Regions from separate parts of the Oryctolagus cuniculus genome. Here region 1 is linked to region 2. Evidence: chromatin contacts called from public Hi-C data. All regions are on one chromosome and are shown on one strand. The core of a region is the stretch at or near the end of the contact, and the rest is flanking DNA. Distances in the headings are between cores, read along the strand shown. Region 1 has its middle 15 kb from the start of CRB2. Region 2 has its middle 80 kb from the start of GPR21.

Region 1 (4,130 bases), core at 451-2,950, 230 kb before region 2:
CTGGGTTCTTTGCCAGGCTGTCGCCTAGCAACAGTGCCCTCGCCCCGGCCGGCCCTGCCCAGTACAGGCTGGGGGCTGCAGGTGCACGGCCAGCCCCGAGGGCCTGGCTCCTGGCAAGGAGGGCAGGGAGCACCCTGGACAGCTGAGCTGGGGAGAAGGTCAGGGAGGTGGACCTGGGGAAAGAGGTCTTTCCTCAGGTGCTCCTGTGGGATCATCCAGGTGTTCAGCAGGTGCAGGTGCAGGTGCAGGTGCAGGGCCATGGGCGGCGCCCGTAGCAATGCGGTGGGGCCCTGACTCTGGAGATGTGGGAGCCACCTCGCTCCCTGAATCTGCTTCCTCATCGATAGAATGGGGGCACAGTGCCCCTCCCCAAGGAGGACAGTGCGAAAGGTGCAGGCGGTTTTTCTGAGCCAGGAATGTGCGAACCGTTTGGAGAGGGAAGACAGTCTCAGTACAAACAACTCTCACAGCCAGGGGAGGGTGGAATGACGTGCATGAGGGCATTAAGCCTGGAGGGCTCCCTGGAGAGGTGGCACTGGGGCTGGGTGGCCCTGAAGGACTTCTTTTAGGTGGAGGTGGGGGCAAGGAGTGGGGGAGGAGACCTGGCAGAAGGAACAGCCCGTGCCAAGGCCTGGGGGCCTGAAACAGAAGAGGCTCCACCAGCAACCACTGCCATTTATTCGCGCTCAGGCACGCGGACTCCGGGAAGGAAAGGCAGGTGAAGGGCCGGTGCCGGGGGCCGCAGGGCTGGTGAGCAGCGAGCCACGGCCCGCTCGCTTCCCGCTGAGTCCTGTGTGCTGGGAGAAGTGTGGCTCGGGCTCCCGGAGCCAGGAGAGCCGGAGTGCAGCAGCATGGCTGCGGAGCGCGCAGGGGCCCGCTCGCTCGTGTGGGTCTGGGCTGCGGCCAGGGGCCGTGGGGAGCCGCTGAGGGTTCTGGAGTCAGGAGAGACTTGGCCCAGGCAGGGTCCTCAGGTCCCTCGGTGCTGTCCTGGGCCTCCTGCGCTTGCCACTCTCTGCATCCAGCCACGCCGCACCCCCCACCCCCACCCCCGCTGCCGCCCAACCGCACGGAGAAGCCATGTGTGACGGTGGAGAATGTAAAAATATATATGCCACCGAAAAGCAACAACAGGCTGACAGCACACAGCTATAAATACTCCGGCGGGCGCAGAACTGTTCCTCCCGGCCCGCTTCCTGCTGCCTGGGGGCCGGGGGGCGTGGTGTTCGACGGGTGGGCGGGGGCACGCAGGAAGGGAAATGCAAAGGGGCCGCCATCTGTGAGCCCCCTCCTGCCCTTGCCCCAGATGGCCGGGGCGCAGCCACGCTGACCCCTGGAGCCTCTGTAGAGCTCAGCTCTGCCCCTGCCCCTGCTGTTCCTTCCCCGAGCATATGCTGTTCCCCTCTCGGTACCTCTGCCTACCGCAGGGGCCTCAGCCCCGGAGCCACCCCCTCGGGGGGGACGCCCTGGCCCCCTCCACTGCTCACATCCTCCCAGACCTGCAGCGGCACCGGGGCCGTGCGGGTCTCTGTGGGTGGTGGGCTGCCGCTGGTGCAAGCGGAGCCAGGACCCGTGCCCGGGGTGCGCCGGGAGCCTGTGTCCCTGAGAGGCCTCCTTGCTGGCAAGGGAGAGGCAGCCTCCTTTATGATTAATGGATGGGGCAGGGCTGATGACAGCACAGTGGGAAGTGGCCTGGCAGCTCCCAGGGGAGTCTGGAGGTGAAAAGGCACGGGCAGGGCCTGGAAGGAGAAGACAAGACGGAGGAGGAGGAGGAGGGAAGGAGGGAGGTCCTGTGCTTCCTGCAAGGAGGGCTGGGCACCGACCTGCCGGGGAGAGCGGGAAACGCTGCCCCTCTCGGACCTGCCCTCGGGCCCACTGCCCCGCGTGGGGAGTAAAGGCAAGGCTGCGGGGGGGGGGGGGGGTTCGTTAATTTCCAGAGCTTTCCAGACCACCAACGCGGCTCGGTGGAGACAGCACGCGAGCCACTTATGCAAGCTTTACCTAATTTTCTAGTAGCCACTTTTTTAAAAAAGAGGGCGAGACTGACACAGACACAGACAGAGAGAGAGGGATCTTCCATCTGCTCGTTTGCTCCCCCAATGCCGCCAACAGCCGGAGCTGGGCCAGGCCAACGCTGGGAGCCAGAAACCCAATCTTGGGTCTCTCACAAAGGTAGCAAGGACCCGACTGCTGGAGACGCCACCTGCTGGCTCCCAGGGCGCGCATTGGCAGGAAGCTGGAATTGGGAGTGGGGACAGGACTCAAGTCCAGGTGTCCCAGCGTGGGAACTGGGCATTCCACTGGGACCAACTCCAGCCCTGAGCAGCCACGTTTTTAAAAAGTCAAGCAAGCCAGTGAAGGAAGTTTTAAGTTTTATTTTACCCAGTATACTCTAAATATCATTTCTACAAGTAATGATCGGACAGTGCCGCTGCCCTGGGCTCTCGACTCCATGTTTATGGCCAGCATCGAGTGCCCAGGGCCTGGCATATAGTGGATGCCCCGCAAATGTTTGTTGAATGACTGACATGCACAGAAATGAGTGAACCAATGGCGTAAGGCTCTGTTAGGTCAGAAGCCAGACCCCCAGCGTGGGCCATGGGAACAGGCGTGGCGATAACTGCTGTTCCCACCTCTGTAGCCAGTTCTCTCTGACTGTGAATCCCCGCCCCCCCCTTCCTGGGCCTCAGTTTCCCCATATGTGCAGTGACCCGGGGGTTGGAGTTCATGATTTTCCTGGGCTCTCACTACTGGGTAGAGCTCAGAAGATGGGAGTCAGGCCCTCGGCACAGGTCCCTGCTCTGCACCCCCCACCCCTCTGCCTGTGTGTGGGAGACACCAAGCCCCTGGGAAGGCCTCCAGGAGACCTGCTGTGCACAATGGAGCCAGGCCCTGGGGGCAGAGGCGGGGGGGGGGGGGGGAGGATGGGGAAACCAAGCAGGGCTCCTGTCACACACTGGCCTTGGCCCAGGCAGCAAGGCCAAGGTCGGTGCTGGGGCTCAGCTCTCCTCCCACTGCTGTCGTCACCTGCATATTTGTCTGGAGTTGGGAAGAGAGCAGGGCAGGGACTACCCCCTTTATTTCTGCAGAGAAGGAAAAGATGAGCCAACACCAGTCCAAGGCAAAGCTGGCCACAGTCATGGGCCTCTGTTTTCCTCATCTGAAAAATGGGTACACAGCGCACCCTTGTCCCATTAAACATCAGAGCAAGTGATCTGGGGCAAGATGCTTCCCCTTTTTGTGCCTCAACGTCCTAGTTTGTAAATGGGGATCATGATGGCACCAACCATATAAGATTGCCGTGCCAATAAGGTATGCCAACACACAAAGCATGGGCAAGAGTGCCAGGCACGCTGCCAGGCCGTGTGAGTGACAGGTGGCAGCCTCAGCTGAGGGGTGTGACCAGGGCTTGCCGACTCTGAAGTCCTCTCCGGAGCGGCCAGCGCCTCTGGGCCTCTGCGAGCTGCAAAGCGCTTTGCTCTCGCCAGGCTTCTGTCCAAGCTGCCTCCGTCCGGAGGCTGTTGCAGATCGGTGCTTTCTAATCCAAGAGGCTCCTGAAAATCGTAAATCACTCTGGGGGCTTCAGTGCTCTGTGCGAAGGCTTTCCACACCGCTGAGGGCCGTGCACGCCGGAGACAAGTGGCCCCTTTCAAAGACTCCGGCAGGGAGCAGGCGGGAGCGGATAGAGGCCGGTCCCGGAGGACCGCGGCGGCGGCTCGGGCCACCTCCCGTGCCAGCCCTGGGCAGAGCAATCCCAGCCCGTCTGCAGATTCCTGGATTCCACTCCGAGGCCAGGGAAGCCTCTGCGATCGCTGACTCAGCCAAACGGCGGGCGTGAGTGAAGCGGGGATTGGCTCCGTCTTGCCTGCAATTGTGCCTTTTCTGTTTTCCTTTGTACGTGAAGGCAATGAGCTGGACAGAGCAGCTGGAGAGTGGGTCGTCCTGGGCCGCCCAAGGACCTTGCTCCGGAGGTCCCCGCTGTTGAAGAAGCAATGGGCTTGCGGGGGCTGGGGACAAGGGGAGGCCGCCGTCTTCACACCGCGGCTGGGGTCGTGTCAAGGCCCTGGGCTGGGTAGTTCCTAGTTCCACCCCACCTCTGCTACGTTGCCATCTCTGACCTCGGCTGAGCTCTT
Region 2 (4,437 bases), core at 1,557-4,056:
CTACCAGGAGGCCTGGGAGGGAGACAGTACAGGGATACCAACCGCAGAGCCAGAAACTCTGCTGAGGCAAGTTTAGTGTTGCGTTTCGCGCACTGGTTGCAGAGCACAGAGCCAGGACCTCTCGTGCAGTAGAGAGAAGTTGCTTTCCTGGGAGCGTCTTCCAGAAAGACTGTCTAAGTCAAGAACTGAAGCTGAGTTGCGAGCGTAGATTTGTTTTCCGACATCATCATTCCAGGTAGCAGCTAACAGCTTCCATTGATGCTTGAAGCAGTGGTCTTTGGAGGCTTTTAAAAATAGTACCATAATGCAAATTAGGTTATGTAAGCTTTACAGCACAGCTAGAAATAGGGAACAGAAACCCTGTGGGAATCTGGGCCAAGTGTTTCTCTGGTCCTGGCACATGCACATGGGACTTGGGGATTAGAGGAATTAGTTAATCAGTGTACATGCTCTCAACAGGCCCTTGTGTGGGGAGAGACTCAGTAAACGTGGCCTGTGAGAGTGGCAGGCGGTCTGTGCAGGAGGTGAGGCTGTGCTGAGGGGTGTGGCCTGCGCGGGGTGCTGCTGTGTTGGTTCCTGGGCACTGACAAGTGTGGGCTGCCCCCAGGCTGTGGGAGAGAGCTGCTAGCTCCAGGGCTGAGACAGAAACACAGCCGAAGCCTGGGGCGGCTGCTGTGGGTCCTGGCTGAATGGAACTCCTCCCGTTTCTGCCGTGTGGGTAAATCAGCAGCCAGTCTTGTAAACTTTCTTGCTGTGAGATTTGAGGGTGCTTAGAACTTCCCAAGGGCTGAGCTTTGAATATCTACCTACTGAATCCAAGCTTCCTACCAGTGCATTTAAACACAACAAAAAGCCAGCCTGGTGTTTGATTTTAGCTGCCCATGAATGCAGCGTTCAGAGCTCAGCCGTGGTTGGCAGGTGGAGAGCCAGTTACTGTGAACCATGGGAAGGAAGGGCCGGGAGACCGCTGGCAAGCCTCTAGTGCCGTGGACTCCGCTGCTCCCCTGACAGCACTCCCGTGACATCTCTTCTAGCTTGCTTTGACACTTTGGGGGAGAAACACCTGTGCTGATCACCACACGAGGCCTCCCTCTGTCAGGCTTAGGAAAAACCACATCCGTCCGTGCCTCTCTGCGGACATCCCTGTGTGCATCTATCTTACCCATTTGTCTGTTTACGGAGTCAGAGTTTGATGAGTTGCTTTTCAGCAGAAAAAAATGGGCAGATGGCGCCGTTGCCATTGTTGGACTGAATGATGGGTGGACACACTGTCTGCAGAGGCCTCCTTGAGACGAGTGGGCAGGGGCACCCCTGGTGTGCAGGAGGTGATGGGCTCTGTAGGGAGCACAGATGGAACTTGGAAAATGATCTAAGCTTGCATGTGGACAAGGCTTGAGTGTTACCTTCAGGGAGGCAGAAGATAGACTCGTCGTTGGGAGTCGAAAGGCTTTTCTTAATCCAAGGAGCAGTTGTGTAACTGACATCCTGGCGGAGGATAGCACGTTGCTCCCGGCTGGGGCTGCTGGGTAGGATCTTTGCCTCATTCGGTCAACCATTTGTTCGCAGCCTAACAGCTGGCACCTCCTAAGGAGGGCCTTGCTCGTCCTGGGCAGAACTTTGCCGCTCCTGCAGCTGAGCGATGCTGCCTCTGCCGGGGGGGTGGTGGTGGTGGGGGGAGCCGCTGGAGTGGGAGATGCAGGAGCATCTGCTGCTGCCACCCGGCCACGGCCGGGACACTGCCTAGCACTGTCCGGAAACCCGGTCTCTTTCTGTGTGCTAAGGTTCTCCTACTTTGATCCTTTACTGAGTACGCATGGAGGGTCTCTGTCTTCAGGAGTCCCTGCACGTCCCTGGGCTCGCCACTGGCCTGCAGTTTAGATGGGTCATTTGGGCTGGGGGCTGCAGGCTGAGAAGTCGGGAATGGTGCAGAGGAAGGAAAATGCCGAAAAAGTATCAGGGGCCGCGTCGTGGGCATGCCTGCCAGTTCCCAGATGGCTGCCTTACGGCGGTGGTCTCTGAGGTGACAGTGACACCCCATCTAGAGCCACGGATGACACCCAGCTGTGTCCTGCCCACAGCCTTTTTCTGCTACACCGACCGATGGGTGCAAAGTCCAGAATGAAACTGGAGTCCAGGCCTTCTGACTGCAGGTTGCCCTAGACCAGTTCCAGCCTAGCGGGACAGGCTCGGACTGTCAGCGGCTGTGTAAACACAGGAAGCTTTGGCATTTAAAGTGTTTTCTGGGCTGCTTAGATGTCAGTGGGAAACCAAGGCACATGCTTTTTCACTTGGCTAGATTTTCTGAGTGCGCACTGCCTGCCTGGCCTGACGGGATGCTGAAGGAAGGCTGGGGAGGCTTTGGCCGAGTAAAGGGAGCAGGAGCCCCCCAGGTGGGGGCCGTGCACGTGGGGAGGTGCTCCCGGGCAGGGCACGTGCCAGGCCTCTTGTCCCTGCCGGCAGCGTCTGCCCGTCGGGTGTTCACTCGCCTCCCTTCCTTCATGCTGGGCCTGCGCCTGGCGAGCCCTGCCCCGCGCCCGCCGCCGTCTGCTGTCGGCTGCCTCACCGACGCCTTTCCTAATCGACGCCAGCTGGGCCCCTCAGGAAGGTGGCTGCGTATAGAGATGGCCTCGGAATCCTTTTTAGGGAAGGAGAATTCGCCGCTCACCCAAGGCGTCTTCTTGGCAGCTGGTGGTGCCCTCCTCCCAGAGGGCAGCCTGAGAGAGGAAGCCGTTGGAAGGCCCCGGCTGGCTGGGCCCTGGGCCCTGCCGTGGGGGTGAGGGGCCCCTGCTGGCGCTCCTGCCACACGTGCTGTGCAAGGCCCCCCTCCTGTTTCTCCCCGTCTGCTCTGGCATCTCAGTGAAGTAGTGCAGGCCTGGATGGTTGTTCCCCTCCTGCTGGGGGCGCTGGAGCCCAGGGAGCTCTCCAAACCACCTGGCTTGTTGTGGCAAAACAGCGCGCTCCTAGCAGTGAGCCTCAGCCCCAGAGAGGAAGTGGCATGTCTTACTCTGCTGGTAGAGTTACCACAAGCCCTTGCTTAGAGGTTAGTTTCTGGAGATTTTCTTCTTTTCCAAATGAGGAAATGGAGGCTTAGATAAAGTGACTTGCCCCAGATTATACCACTGCAAGTAGCACAGCGCCCGCGTCCCGGCCGTGCCCGCCGGCACCGCGCTGCGTCCCAAGGCCACGCGTCCTCGCCGCGGCGCCCTCCTCGCTGCGGCGCGCCCTGCTCCCCTTTGCTCCAGACGGTCGTGCTCAGGCTGTGTGGCTTAACCAGCTCGCTTGCCCCTGCCCCTCCTGCCGTCCCTCCGAATCCCAGTCTTCCCAGGCTCACTCTTTCTGTTGGCGCCTGGCAAGGTGGCCATCAGTCCTGGGCTGGGCAGTCTGGTTCTCTCCAGCTGCACACCTTTCTGTGCGGTAACAGCCCTGTGATCAAGTGTGGATGTAGAGGGACCCTTGGGGGCTGGAAGCGGGGAAGGGGGTGCAGGGGGAGGTGTGTATTCTGTGTTCGCCTCCATCCACGTGTTGGCTGCTGGCTGTCCCGCCCAGGCCATCAGTGTGGGCTCTTACTGGAAGGAGACCCTGGGGGTTGGGGGTCTCTGATGCTAGGGTTCCCTTTGGTCAGTGGTGCTCAGCCTTCTAAAACTCTCCCGGCCCTCGGAGGCGAGGTCAAAGGAAGTACAGAGGAGGTTTTCCAGGAGGTGCGGCGGGAGCCGGGCGGCGCCCGAGGAGCTCGGGACGACTGAAGGCACCCCAGGTAGAGGCCCAAGGGTCAGGGCTCTGATGGGGAGCCCCGGGATGATTCTGTCAGGGATACCAGAAGGGTCGAGACAGGGGAAGTGGGTCAGGCAGACCTGAGGAGAGGCTAAGAGGCGAGCTCTGTGCATGTCTGAGCAAGGAGCTGGTCGTTCGCTGTGAAGCAAAGCTCCCCGTAGTGTGTTGTTTGGGCTGAGCTCGGGTGTGACGTGGCCACGCCTTCTCCCAGCCTGTGCACCTGTTCATGATTCCCTGCTGCTGAGACCCGGAGCAGAGGGCAGCAAACCCCGGACTGAGCAGGCTGGAGCAGAATGTGTTCCATCTCCTGTGTGGGGAGACGCCTGGGAGTGCTTGGGGGCTGCACTCTGGGGACCCTGAGTCAGGAGAGGAGCCGGGCACATCAGCACATCGGCTCACAGGCAGGCAAGTGCTTCCTGGTCAGCTGGACATAGATCTGGCGATGTCCAGTCGGGGAGAGTGTGTGTGTGTGGGGAACCCTTTTAGGCAGCGTGGGAGGTGAGGTGGTGGGCAGATGGCCAGTCTCAGGACTTCACGAAAGACCCTGGGTGCTGTATCCTTCAGGGTTTACAACCATCCCAAAAGCGGAAAGAATTTCCGGGTGCTGAGTGGACAGCCAGATGGCTGAGGACCAGAGGATGCAGGGCGATGTGGGGGAGGCTGACC

The links. A called contact is a pair of places that touch in the nucleus more often than the background predicts.
Region 1: a contact with region 2 is called in a Hi-C map of embryonic fibroblasts, with 2.3 times the contacts expected there. The contact joins two enhancer-like sites. A contact is called at or near these places in 3 of 6 Hi-C or Micro-C datasets (ear pinna, embryonic fibroblasts and an unstated tissue).

What each region holds. Positions count from the first base shown.
Region 1 is chr1:227,339,346-227,343,475 of mOryCun1.1, reverse strand. No RefSeq gene overlaps it. Among named protein-coding and RNA genes, the nearest start is that of CRB2, 15 kb to the left of the region's middle. Within about 2 kb of position 1,700, at least 2 of the 8 cell types and tissues checked have an H3K27ac peak or open chromatin away from gene starts, as enhancers often do.
Region 2 is chr1:227,113,795-227,118,231 of mOryCun1.1, reverse strand. No RefSeq gene overlaps it. Among named protein-coding and RNA genes, the nearest start is that of GPR21, 80 kb to the right of the region's middle. Within about 2 kb of position 2,806, at least 1 of the 8 cell types and tissues checked has an H3K27ac peak or open chromatin away from gene starts, as enhancers often do.